3 separate regions of the Eptesicus fuscus genome follow, and all the other regions are linked to region 3. Evidence: chromatin contacts called from public Hi-C data. All regions are on one chromosome and are shown on one strand. The core of a region is the stretch at or near the end of the contact, and the rest is flanking DNA. Distances in the headings are between cores, read along the strand shown.

Region 1 (4,710 bases), core at 1,554-4,053, 160 kb after region 3:
GATTTCTTGATGCGTTTTAAAGCATCCCTAAAATATAAAAATATTGGAAAAAAGACTATTTTAAGGCCAACAATACAGACAGGAAAATTACTGCCCCAAAACATCAGAAGAGACACTAAAATTTTCAACAGTAATAAAGATGTATTACAGGTTGAACCCAAGATTTGATGATGCCCATTCCGAAAAACCCCAGAGATTTGTAATTCATAAATGATCCACTCTTTCTACGGTCCTCCATAACTGGAGGATAAGAGACAACATATTTGGAGGGAGCTGCATTCATGTACATGTAATATAACAAGTTAGCAAGGTCTTTTTCAATAATTTAAGCCAAATGGCCAGAAACCAGACTTCAAAGAAGACTAATTACAATTCAATGTCTGGACAAACAAATGGACTACAGAATTGGATTCCATCCATTTCCTAGAAGCTAGATGCCTCCAAAACACATTCTCCTTTGCTTTCTCTGTACCTCAAAAAGCAACCCTGCACAGCACAGAAGTGTTGCATTTCAACATTTCACCATCAGTACTACCAAAGACTGGGACACATAGATGATGATGATGATGATGTGTGTGTGTGTGTGTGTGTGTGTGTGTGTGTGTGTGTGTGGCGGGGGGGGGGGGTGTCACAAAGCAGAAATAAGTTTATAAGTTTTTCAGAGGTTTCTATACAGGTGAAAAATGCTACTTGTTTAAAATCTTTTGTGCTGGATGATGAATGTTTGGGTAGCACAGTGAATGATATTTACAATGAACTAAACTGGCTACCTTTCAAGACTGCAGCCTATCCAACTTCTACTTACAGGAGAAACAAATTATCTCCTTTGCACTCATTGAAATCACACAAAGGCAATTAACTTCATACTTCTAAGCTTCCCTTTAAAAATCAAAAAACACAACAAAACTACAATTCTGAGAGAAAACTGCCAAATAATCAGGAGACAAAAACGTATTTTGCTCTATCCCCTTAAAAATAGTGCGGTTAGAACTTGTCCTGCAATTTACTAACATTGAAAAAAAATTCCTAGTGTTTTTATTGATTTAAGAGAGAGAGAAAGGGTGAGAGAAACATCCATCTGTTGCCTTCAGTATGCCCTCTACTGGGGATTGGGCCCCAACCGGGACAGGTGCCCGGGCTGGGAATCGAACTGGTGACCTTTCTGCGCATAAGGAGGAAGCTCAACCAACTGAGCCACACCAACCGGGTCTAAAAATTTTTAAAAGTTACATCTTTCTGACTCTAACAAACAATATTAAGTTCATTATATATTTTATTAAGCTTTTATAAAATACAAAAACTAGGAAAGACGTTGTAAAATAATATGATCAACCTGAAAGAAAAAAAAAAAAAGATAAAAACCAGCCCGGCTGGTGTGGCTCAGTGGTTGAGCGACGACCCATGGAGCAGTAGGTCACACAGTTCAGTTCCCAGTCACGCCTGGGTTGCAGGCTTGTTCCCCAAAAGGGGGCACACAGGAGGCAGGCGGCCGAAGGACGTGAAGTTTCTCATGGGTGTTTCTCTCTCTCTCTCTTCCTATCTCTCTAAAAATCAACTTTTAAAAGACATTTAAAAACCAGCAGTTCTTCGGTCAAAATGCCAGTTAGTTCTTATCTCACCCAATAACCAATCACACTAGATTGCAGGTTTGATATATCTAGAGTTTCTCCACCTTATCTCAAATTTTATCTTCCCTTCTTTTTTGTATTGTCAACATTGCCAATTCCTTCTTTAAGATTCCGTGTTGTGCCGCTACCAGTTGACTGCGGAGCTTAACAAAAGGTGTGTTCTTGACTGGATTCTGGAAAATCGACAGACCTGGTTCCGATCCCAACTTCACAATGGACTAAGCACACGGTCCCGGCAAAGTTCCTCTCTGCTTCTCCGTTTCGCCCCCTTTCCTCTAGTTTAGCCTGAGAGGCATACGCGAAGTACGGGGTACACGAATGGGTACTTTTCGACGCCTTCACACAGGCTGGGGTGTCGAGTTTTACCTAATTTAGTACTCAAACCTCAGATAAACCCCGTGCCTATCCGCAAGACGATCTTAATGAAATCTCCGGCTAAAGTCTGAGACACCGGCGAAAGTTAATGTCTTCAGTTTCCCTTTCCCCCTTTTGCCAACTTCCGGAGAAAGCCTCCCTGCGGAGAGAGGACCTGGTGGACCAACGGCTCACCCCGGGAAAGGGAGCTCGGTCTCATCGGCCCAGAGTCAGCCCCACAAGCCGCCACCGCGGACGGAAGCCACGTCCCCTCCCCTGAGCCTGCGCGAGGCTGGAGGCGTTTGGATAAAACACCGCGGACTGGGACACGGGTCAGAAACTGTGTGAGGGCCCGACCGCCCCTTCCCTCCGGGGCGCTTCCCCACCCGGCCCCCCGGCCCCCCGCGCCCGGCCCCGGCTGGACTCGGACGCACCGCCATGTTGCAGGAGCGCGGATCGCCCCGGCCCCGCGCGTACCACCGGCAGGAAAGCAGCTCGGCCGCGCGGGAGGGCGAGCGAGAGTCGGAAGCCGAAGGGACCGTCACCCACCTGGTACGTGAGTGGTGAGCGGCGCGACGGTCAGCGGCGTCGTGACTGTCTGGTTGGGGGGCACTGAAGTCACGTTCGGGGCCAGGGTGGTGGACTGAGCCGCGGTCAGCACACAGAGCGCGGCCAGGCAGGCGGCGGCCCAGAGCAGGCGGGAGAGTCCCGACATCGCGACCTCCGCGCTGGGGTGGCGGCGACAGCTGCAGCGCAAGACACTCCCCAGGTCCCTCTGTCTCCAGCGGCGCCGGCTCCCAGACTCCGCTCCCCCGCGGGAGCGCGCGGGGGTCACGTGCAGGGGGCGCCAGGGGGCGGAGGCGGGGATGGGCGATACCAAGTGGAATCCTAACAGAGGGGGGGAAGGGACATCGAGAAGAAACCGAGGGAGGCTGTCCCGCAAAGAGACTATACTACTAGTATACCCAAAACACTGGAAAGACACATGAAACTATTTTATTTGCCCTAAGATTACCAAACAGGACGCAACTGGGCTTTTCCTGTTACTGCAATAAGAAAATCTCCCCCCTGTCTTGGATGGAACAACCTACATGACGTGGCGCAAGGCGTCCACCAGAGCGACCGGCGAGGCCGTAATTCCGCGGCCTCACGTGACGTCAGGGCCCCGCCTCGCGACCCGGGTCCCGCCGGGGCGGAAGTTGATTCGTTGCTGAGCGCTTAGAGCCTGTGCAAGAATTAAGTTTGTGCGGTGCTTCCGTGTTCCCAAGGTCTTGCATATGTACTTAGTAGGACCCGTGCTTTTTACCTTGGAAATCGACTTTCCCGTAAGTCACCCTGTGTTGGGACTCCCCGGGGAAATGGAGGCCAAGTGGTTGAGGGGTTTCCGCGTAGAGTGCGCCGCGGAAACACCCAAGCGGGCTCCTGGCTTCCAGCCAGAGCCGCCCACCGTCTAACCTTTCACACTCCCCAACCTGATTTTTCCGAATTTCTTGCTATTTCAGTCCAGCGGTAGCAGCAGCCAGTCGATGCCACCGACATAGTCCAAAAGTCGAAGACGATCTGAGTTGGGAATCCATCTGGATGCGTTCCTACCCCCACTTTAAAGGTGAGTAAACAGATTCGTAAAAGTCACCTGACCAAAACGCTGTTGGCGTCGGGGTTTGATTTCGAAATATCTGTCACTGCTTGGGCTTTTAGTAATGGTGAGCGCCATCTGATGCCCAGTCTCACAGAAACATTCAGTGCAGCCATGCTTACATCAAGGGTAAAAAATGGATTGTAAAAGCTAAGTATTTAATGTCGTCTGTTTTCAGCTTTTTGTATTTATCATGTAATCTTAATTATGCACATCTACCCTAATAAAATAACACACGAGCAGCAATTACTTTTGTGAGATCAGCTTTGTTATGAAAGCACCAAAAAAAGATGACTGCATAGCGCTGTTAAACAAAACCTTCCAGGCCAAAAGTTGTCCTGAAAGGATTTGTTGTCCTGGGACATGCAGTTTGAACCATTAGCAGCAGAGCTTGATGGGGAAGATATGTCCACCGTCTTGGGGTTGACGGGGGCTCTTTTATAGAATGAGTTTGGAGCAGAAAGATAAAAGTTGTTTTTAAAGAATTTACATTGGCTATAGATAAGAGGGGGGCAGGAAAAGGTGAAGTGAGAAGATTCCAGGATAGGTGAATAGTCCATAAGGAAGAAGTATTTGAAAGTTCATGTGTAAGCAAGATGCCAACTGGAAGTGGATTCAAAGTTTCAACATATATTCAGGAATGTGAGCAGTATATTGTGGGTTTTGGCCTTCTGGCTGTTAACTGATTAATTTCCCTTGTGCCTTCTACCCTTAGGCCTACTATCATTTAATTTAGGACTTACCATTTTTCTCTTGTCGGCACTTTATCTTAACTCCCTAGGTTCTAATCATTGGGGTCCTTCTAGACCAGTGGTCCTCAACCTTCCTAATGCCGCGACCCTTTCATACAGTTCCTCATGTTGTGGTGACCCCAACCATAAAATTATTTTCGTTGCTACTTCATAACTGTAATTTTGCTGCTGTTAATGAATCGTAATGTAAATATCTGTGTTTTCCGATGGTCTTAGGTGACCCTGCTAGCGATTCTCAACCTGTGGGTCGCGACGGAGGCCACTGCGGAGGCCATTGTTTTACAGTTTGTCATCTAGGTGTTCCACTCTAGTCCTCAGATTTTTGGGGACATTTCACTCT
Region 2 (4,648 bases), core at 675-3,174, 240 kb after region 3:
CTTTCTCCTTCCACAGACCCTCTTGGCCGGACCCCCGTCTTCTTCATCCCCAACAAGCTTGTAATCTTTCAGTTTGATGGATCTCTGAATCCTCCGCTTGCTGTACCGAGTCTGGTGGTCCTGCCCGTCTTGGGTCTTAGGATCACAGTTCTCGTCTTTTCCGGCGGGCGTTCCCTCCCCTCTCCCTGGCTCACCGGCAGGCTCAGAGTCTTCCATTTCCTTTGCTGCAGTCTGTTCGTTCAGTGCACCGCCGCCTCCCTCTTTCACCACAGAGTTCTGTGTGTTCTGAACCGAGTTGTTCACCCTCAGCTGCATTTCTTCCTCTGCAGCCAGGTCCGATTTCCCCTCCTGCAAACTGCTGACTTTTCTCGGTCTCCCCCGTTTCCGCTTGGGCGGGTCACTTTTCTTATTGGAAATCACCACCACCGGAGCGCCAGCTGAGCTCAGCGTCGCCGGCTTTGGGGAGCTGTGGTTATTCTGAAAGTCCGTGTAAGCCTTTACCAGGTCGTGGACTTTCAAGAACTGAGCAGTGGCCAGGATTTGTTCTGTACTTTTCTCACTGGCCTGGAGATAACCCGTGTAGATAAACTCCAGCAGGACGCCAAATGTGTCCGCTACCATGCCTTCCAGCATATAGATGGACTGGCCGATCTCCCCTTCCTCAGCAAACATCATGGAGAAGTATTCGCTGCTGGCGGCCAGCAAGGCTTTGTGGGCCCGGAAATGCACGTTCTCCACGATTAAAGTGATGTCACAGAGAAAGCCCTTCTTCCTCTGGTCCTCAAAGCTGGCCAGGACGGTGTCGCTGTGAGTGCCCGAGTGCACAACGAGCTGCCCGGGAGGCTGTGATGGTGCTTCTGCCATCTTCTTTGGAAACCGAGAAGAATTAAGCCTGAAATAAGAGAACCATGTTTAAGGAGGAGGAAGCACTAACAAGGTGAATCCCACACCAAATGAACCCACTATTCCCTGCACCCTTGTTAACGGAAACTTACTCCTTCCCATTCGTAAGTCTGTTTAAAACCTTAGCTTTGGGTTCTCATTCCTGCTGTACCACTATCTAGCTGGGCGAATACGTGTTACCTCTCGGGGGGAGGGGGGGTCTGTTTTCTGCTTTGCGTAAGGAAGGAATGGGGATCAATCATGCCTCAAAGTCCTTCCCAGCACTCCCGTTCCATAGCGGCACAAATGTCAGAATGAGAACTCAGTGTCTCCATTTCACATGTTGTGTGCCATTTTGTTTGTTTGTTTTTTAAATATATTTTATTTATTTTCCACAGAGAGGAAGAGAGAGGGATAGAGAGTTAGAAACATCGATGAGAGAGAAACATCGATCAGCTGCCTCCTGCACACCCCCCACCGGGGATGTGCCCGCAACCAAGGTACATGCCCTTGACCGGAATCGAACCTGGGACCCCTCAGTCCGCAGACCGACGCTCTATCCACTGAGCCAAACCGGTTTCGGCTTGTGTGCCATTTTGTTCCGTGGAAACAAAGATGAAAAGGGCGAAGAAACCGTACATGTGCAAAGTGAATTTGGGGGGCAGTTGCCATAACGTGGGGAGACGGGGCCTCGCTTCGGAAGGGCTGCGTGGGACCCGCGGCTGGCGCCAGGCGGCGCTCGGCGCAGGGGCGGGTGGACCCTTCCAGAGTCCGGGCGCGGGAGGGGCCCCACGTCCGGGCCGAGCCCCTCGGGCTGGGCCGGGGAGCGGCTGACGAGGGAGGGGTGGGCACGGCCGCGGGTCCCGCACCCACGGACGGTGGGTCCGGGCTGGAACCTACCTCTAGGGGCGCCCGGCGAGGTGTGGATCGCGGCCGGCCAACCGGGTGGCCTGGCGGGCGCCCCCGCGCCGGGCCCTCCGTGGTCTCCAGCTCCCCGGGCCTGCGCCTCCCGGGCTTCAGCTCCGGCGCCGCCACCGCCTCCAACGCTGCCAACCCGGAAGCACCGGCGCCGGGAGCCGGCCGCGCGCCGACGGCGGACCACGTGGCCCGCGGAGACGCCCCCGGCGGGGCGGGGCGGGGCGGGGCGGGGCGGGGCCTGAGGTCCCGGGCGGCGCCCCCTGCAGAGCCCGGGCCGGTCACGTGTTGGCAGTGAACTGGGAGGGATGGGCAGACAAGACGTTGTCACTCCGCAGTTGTGGACGTTTTATATCTTATCAGACCGTTAGCTCCGCACCCCAGACGCCCAAGCTCACTTTGAGGTCTCGAATGTGTGACGAGTGAACGAAATCGCCTTTATATCCTCGTCCTTCTTCCCCTCCTTTCCCTCGTCTTCCTTCCCGCCCCTCCTCCTCCATTATTGGCCTCGAATGTGTTTTTCACATCTGCAACCTCCTCCCCCCTCCCCACCCGCTCCCCGCCCCCCTACATCCATTGCCTTGGTCCGAGGGAGTGAAGCGAGCGCTCTATGAGACTGATGGGTACTGAGCCATCTCCAACCTCTTTTAACCTCACCTGTAAACTGGAGATGTTAACACCAGTGCCTACTAGGTCGGGTTGCTTGGGGCAAACAAGATTAAGTATGCAATGAGTTCAGCAAGTGTCTGGTTGAATTCTTGACTACTATGATTAAAATTATTCTTCAGACTTTCATAATTTTTCAATAGACGATTCAAGGTTTCTAACTAGTCCTAGCTGCAGTGTTGTTCCCTACAGTACACAAGAGCGGGGGAGATCTCTCCAAGTACAAACCGCATCCAGAGGCTAGAGTCACTCCCCTGCTTAGAATGCATGGGGCTTCCATGGACCCCTCTGATTAATCCCAGCTTCTTGATTTGGTCTCCAAGTCCCATCCAAGTCCAGTCCCCTCCTACTTCTCTCTCCAGCCATTTTAGCATTTTCTCTCAATTTATTCTTCACCAACACCTAATTGCTGATCACTTATCCACCCCCAACAGACACTTCCAGACCCCCACCATACTATCTACTGCCTTCAGGAGCTTCAAACTAGAAGTATAATTACCAGCCTGGCCCCTTTAAAATTTTACTAGTTTTTGTTAAAAGTAGCCCCTTCTCTGAGGTTTCCCCTTTGTCTTGAATAGACTCTAAACACCAGGATTTGGGGGGGGATCCAGGTCAGAGGGGACTCTACCTGACTTCTGCACACCAGCAGGGAGAGCAGTCAGTCCGGGGAGTTGAGGGCCCCATGTGTCTCACAGCCACAATGAGTCCTCCTCAAAGCCTCAGTCTAACAGCTAAAGGTTACAATCCAGAGTTAAACCAGGTATTCCTATGCCCGCATTCGGTCATTGCTCACTAGAGCACAAGCTCTGCAAGGAGATCCTGAGTCTTGAGGATCTTCCAGCATCAGCCACGGACAATAGAAACCAGTCCTTTCTTCAAGGTAATTGTTTAGAAACCACGCTGACTTTTCTTGAAATGTTTGTTGCTGTTGTTTTTTGTTAAGGTCAGCTGGTCTACCTTCAACAGGTCTTTATAACTTTAAATCTTTCAGAGAACAGTTTGGGTTGCCTATCAGTCAGCCAACAAATATTTTACTCAGTGCCCACTAAGTGCCAGGCATTAGGGAACATTGCAACTAACAAGGCCCTTATCCTCATGAATCGAATTATATTCTTCTATGGGAGAAAAAGAAAAAATACCAGTAAACAAATAAATAATATAATTTCAGAGAGTGTTAAGTTTTATGAGTAGTGATGATAGAGAATGACAGGAAATAAAGTCAAGATAGGGTTACATTTGAGCTGAAATCTAATGAAGTCAGCTGTGTGAAGATCTGGACTAATAATACTCCAGGCAAGGGAAAGGCAAGCATAAAGGCTCTAAGACTGGAAATGAGCTTGGGACTTTCTAGGGACAGAAAGTCCTGTGTGGCTGGAGCACACACACTGAATGAGAGGGAGAATGGCAGGAGATGGATTGGAGGTATGGTGGCCAGATTTTGAAAATAAAAACAGAGGACATCCAGTAAAATTTGAATTTCATATAAATAATATCATGGAATATTCTTATACTAAAAAAAAAAATCCATATGGTTATCTGAAATTTGAATTTCACTGGGTACTGAGCGATCTTCAACATTTTTAAAAATATATATATTTTTATTGATTTCAGAGAGGAAAGGAGAGGGAGAAAGAGATAGAAACATCAGTGATGATGATGAGAGAGAATCATTGATTGGCTGCCTCTTGCACACCTCACACTGGGGATAGAGCCTGAAATTTGGGCATGTGCCCTGACCGAGAACTCAACCGTGACCTCCTGGTTCATAGGTCGAGGTTCAACCACTGAGCCACGCCTGCTGGGCTTCAACTTTTTCTTTTTTTAAACCTTACCTGTAAATTGGAGATGTTAACACTAGTGCCTACTAAGTTGGGTTGCTGTGGGGCAAACAAGATTAAGTATGTAATGAGTTTAGTGTCTGGTTTAATTCTTGACTACTATGATTAAAATTCTTCTTCAGACTTTCAGAATTTTTCTTCAATAGACTATTAAAGAAATAGTCGTAGCTGCAGTGTTGTTCCCTATAGTTCACAGGAGTAGGGGAGATCTCTCAAATTCACCTGAACATCATGTGTTTTAATCTGACAACTCTCATTGGAGAAGATGCCTGATTCTGACAATATGGAAAGTTAATATTATGAAAAACCTTTCCACAAGATAGCTAGAAATGACAATAGAAAATGAA
Region 3 (4,638 bases), core at 816-3,315:
TAGTAAACAACTTGCCCAAGTGCTTGCTTTTCCAGTGCACACCAACCATCCAGAGCCCACCCACACCCTCAACCACGTTCTTTTTTTTTTTTTTTATTTGATTGGGGTGACATTGCTCAACATGAACATATAGGTTTCATGTGTGGATTGCTAACTTACAAAATCTGTATATATGGCCATGTGCCCACCACCCAAAGTCAAATCTTCTCCTGTCACCTCATATTAGGACCCCTTTCTTCCCCTACCCCTCTCCCTCTGGCAACCACCACCCTGCTGTTTGTGTACATAAGTTTCAGTTTTATATTCCACATATGAGTGAAATCATATAGTTCTTAGCTTTCTCTGTTCCATTTTTAATATTTATTAAAAGAATAAATAGGGTCCCAAAGGAAACCTCTACCAAAACATCTCTACAGCTTAATTACTTGTTGAAACAGCAGCACATTAACTTGAGAAAATATCTCTGAAAGGAAAACTAAAAATCCTAGAAATGTCAAAGGAAAAAAGGAAGGTTTCAATATTTTAAACCTCTTAAATGTGGCCAGGAGTGGCTTTACCCCTACTTGTCAAGGACGGTGAATCCCTGCAGTCTGGGTTCCATTCTGGCACATGCAGTTAATCTGTTTTTTAGTAGAATGTTGAAACTACGTACTTAGTAAGCAATTGTGTTGAATTTGACAGGCTGTGAATTAAGTGGGGTAGGGGATTCTCAACTATTTTACTTAATGGTAAAAACAGAGGGACAAATGTAAGCATTCATAATTAAGAAAACACATTCAAATGCATAAGTTTGATTTTCTTCCAAACGGTAAAGTGCATGGATCATGATTATGTTAGACTAGAATCCCGGTGCACAAATTCATGCACGTGGCGGGCGGGGGGGGGGGGGGAACCGCAGGAGGTTGGCTGGCGGGGGGAGAGGAGAGGGACTGTGGGAGGTTGGCTGCTGTCCACAAGGAGAGAGCCGGTCCTCAGCCCCCATGGGAAAGAGGCTGTATTCGCCACCACCCACCCCCAGTTCCCTGTCCCAGCCCAGGCCCTGAAGGCCCCGGTGGGGTCAAGAGAGGAGGTGACAGTTGCCAGGCCGGGCGTGGAAGGAATGGACACTGATGCCACCATCAGCGCCCCACCACCTCACGGTTCCCCGCCTCCCCTCCTCCTTCCCTTATCTCGAGCCAACACCACAGCAGGCGGGCAGCCCCTGGGGAAGGGAGAGGATGGGAGCGAGACAAACCCTTGTGTCGAGGGCTGACTTTCAATAGATTGCAGTGAGGGATCTGCTCTGCTACATAGGAAACCCTGACCCAGAAGCAGGTCTCTACAAATGGTTTAGCACCAGGGGCTGATGGGGCCAGCCGGCCGGGGGGAGGGGCCACGGGAGGTTGGCTGTGGGAGCGCACTGACCAGGGGGCAGCTCCTGCATTGAGCGTCTGCCTCCTGGTGGTCAGTGTGCATCATAGCAACTGGCTGACCAGTCGTTCCAGTTGTTCCGGTCCACCGGTTGTAACAGTTGCTTAGGCTTTTATATATATAGATAGTTCTCCATCTCAGTATATTCTCCCTGGGTAGAAGCTCATGCTTCAAAAAAGGCTTCTGGAGAACAGCTCTAGGCACGCAGAGGAATCCTGTATACACCTACATTTTGTTCTAGTTGAGTGATATTAGAAATCAGAAATAACCACCATTCATACCATTTCGTGTGTAATCCCCACAGCCTTTCTGAAGACTACAGGGGTCAGACCAGGGGATGCATTTTCATTTACTAAACCTCCACAGTGAAAGCTGGAGCAGAGAGGTTTCTGACGGTAAACCGGGCTGAACAAAGCCATGGTCAATGGAGATTCTAACCTACATTTTCTCTACTGCTTACTAGACTGTAACTTCATCATAAATGACAGCTATTTTTTTTTTCAAACTGCAAAGCATGCATTTCCACAAAGTTGACATGATTTCTTGAACAATGATCGTCGAAGTCCCACACACTGGGTAATGGTCCTGGAGGGAGTCAGCCACAAGCTTTGTGCTCTTCTTTTTCAGGGAAACAGGGAAACAGTCGGTACAAACCATGGATGAAATTTACAAGATCGCTTCCACACAGAGGACCCAGATGTTGGAGAGAGAACTGGCTGTGCAATTGACTGAACTGAAGTCTCAGATAGAAGAACAGGGGACTCTTCTGGGAACAGCTCATCGAGCTTACAGGTAAATGGTGGTGCCACAGAGGCATGGTCTTCAGAGCATTTAACCCCCACTGTCACCCCATAATCTCCATTAGCCCCCCTTTTACTTGGACAATTGGCATTATCCCAAGTCCAGACTTGACTGCTGTCCTTAAGGTTTTCCTATATACTAGACTTGTCAAGGCTTTTAGAGGCAATGTCCTACCAAAGAAAATGGGAAAGTGCTCTTACGTTTCACAAAATACCATTGTCTTAAAGTCCCAGAAGCTATTATACAAATTATACTCAATGAAAAGAGATCTCATTTTTTCCCAATAATATGTTAATCAAATTTGACCTTGATTTTGATGAGGAATTTCAAAACTGAAATAATGCTAGGTATTTGGTAGTGAATTCAGCAAAATGATGTTCTGCTAGGAACTACGCTATAGGTGAATGCTGCCAACAATAGCAATTTAATTCTTTTACAGAAACAGGGTAGCCAGATCATCCCCTAAGTGGCAAGTCTCATGGGCCCAGGACTTTCATATCCCTCTATTTTTGTGACTGCCACAGTTGATCAAGAGGAACAATTATAAGGATTCTGTTAGGCTGAGTAGCTAGCTGAGTAAACACAATGTGGATGATGAAGGTTGGGGGGGACGGGGGGAAGGTCAGGAGAAGAAGCAGTAAGTAAGTGCATTATTATCTCATTCCAGAGATGATTCTGAAGAACCAGTATTTAGTGTGTTTCATACTTTGGTAGTTAAAGCCCTTGATGTGTGAAGCAGGTCAAGAATTGTGTAATGAAGTGGAAAGTTAAGGGAACCATGGAAGTCATCATTTCTCTCAACTTTAGTTTATTTTTTTTAAAAAAACAAAGTTAAAAAGATGTATTTTGTCTACTTTATAAAGATCAACTGAGATAATGCGTGGTAAAGCACTTTGAAAACAAGAAAACACCATGCAAAGCTCAGGTGTTGATATTGCTACAATTTAAATGTCTCCAAGCAAGTGGATCCTTGATGTACACTGTGATGAGAAAGGGTTCCTGAAGTCCTTTTCAGGACAGAACAGTGGGAAGTCTCTGAATATCAGTATTTCTCTGCTCCCCCAAACCACCAAACACCGTGCCTGGAAGAATCTAACTGTTCATCCAACAAATACTTATTGAGCACCTTTTGTTTGCCAGGTGTCATGCTAGGTTCTAGAGTCTAAAGAAAATGGAGAATGTCCACTCCTGATAATCACTTTACATTCTCATTCCCCATTAGACTGAAAAATCCATTGAAAACTGGAGGATAATCGTATCTTAGTCCTCCTCCTCCTCCTCCTTCTTCTCCTTCCTCTTTGCATTCTTTCCCTTATTTTACCCCCTAAAGCCCAGGCCATGGTAGTTGTTATGTACTTCATAGATGCTTGCTGAATGAACAAATGAATTAACAAATGTTGCAAAAGCAATGTTTGATGAACAAATGAGTGAATCCCTTTGTGGGAAGATAGGCAGAGCACTTATGTCTGTTTTAGGTCATTCACAGACACTTTGAGATGAAGAGGGAAGACATGATCTGGGGGGGAAAGGGTTGAGGCAGCTAAACCCAGGACCCCACCCAATCTCTCAGTGTGCCCACAAAGGGATGGTTTTCTTCTGTTTCCCTCATGGCCTGTTTAATAGTTGGCCCCGTTCTAGTTGGTTACTACTTCTCCACCTCCATGAGGCTGCAGCCTGGATTCGGGGACCCAGTAATCGCAGAAACTTTACCTTTGATTTATTTACGCTTTTACTTTCAAGTCTCTTTCAAAGTTTGCCTTGTTGTTGTTTTTTGTTTGTTTGTTTGTTTTTCATCAGAGCCAAGATGTGAGGAGCTGGGGCAGGGGGAGGGGGCATTATCTCCAACTCAGCTGGAAATTCAACACAAATGGCTCAATGGGTGGCTGAGGCCCACGTGGCTGAGGGGCCTCCTGACAGCCAGCCTGGTGCTCTTTTCACAGGGCCACTGCCTCCAGTGGGGGAACTGCTGGCAGGTGTACCAACTGACAGTTCATTTTCATCTTCCTTAAAACGTTTCCATGGGGACCGATAGATCATATAAACATTAACCTAAACACTACCGCCTACACTGCCCCTCAGGTCTCGAGGTAATGTCTCACGTGTGCTCTAGAACTACCTGCCGAGGCTCCCTTGCCAATGTTTGCAAAGTCCCATCCCAAGAAAGTGATAATGCACCAGGGTTGCTGTGCCCTGATGTTCCCAAAGCTGCCAGGTCTTGGGCATATCTTACACCAAATGGGGAGCGCTCCTCTCTTCCTGACCCAGGCCCTCCCCCCCCCCACTGACCCCCCTCCACCCCCCAGTGCTGCTTGTGCCCCCACGAGTCGCAGCCCATAGTGCAACCAACCCTCTCACGACGTGGCTTGCAGCAGTTCCCTAGGTTTAAATAATTTTTCTGAGGCAGAAAGTTTGGTTAAAATAATTTCC

What was found. Hi-C and Micro-C count contacts between places; a contact is called where the count stands out from the background.
Region 1: a Hi-C map of liver shows a contact between it and region 3, with 5 times the contacts expected there. The contact joins the promoter of CD164 here to the promoter of CCDC162P in region 3. A contact is called at or near these places in 2 of 2 Hi-C or Micro-C datasets (liver and muscle).
Region 2: a contact with region 3 is called in a Hi-C map of muscle, with 3 times the contacts expected there. The contact joins the promoter of ZBTB24 here to the promoter of CCDC162P in region 3. A contact is called at or near these places in 2 of 2 Hi-C or Micro-C datasets (liver and muscle).

Annotation. Positions count from the first base shown.
Region 1 is chr10:60,794,709-60,799,418 of DD_ASM_mEF_20220401, forward strand. CD164 (CD164 molecule) reads right to left here and starts at 2,804. Exons shown (of 6, transcript XM_054721704.1): 1 at 2,532-2,804. The coding sequence starts at 2,697. It overlaps C10H1orf35 (chromosome 10 C1orf35 homolog), which reads left to right and starts at 2,419. Exons shown (of 3, transcript XM_054721703.1): 1 at 2,419-2,534; 2 at 3,485-3,588.
Region 2 is chr10:60,871,988-60,876,635 of DD_ASM_mEF_20220401, forward strand. It overlaps ZBTB24 (zinc finger and BTB domain containing 24), which reads right to left and starts at 1,925. Exons shown (of 5, transcript XM_054722015.1): 1 at 1,783-1,925; 2 at 1-892. The coding sequence starts at 864.
Region 3 is chr10:60,634,212-60,638,849 of DD_ASM_mEF_20220401, forward strand. It overlaps CCDC162P (coiled-coil domain containing 162), which reads left to right and starts at 2,066. Exons shown (of 25, transcript XM_054722669.1): 1 at 2,066-2,202. The coding sequence starts at 2,066.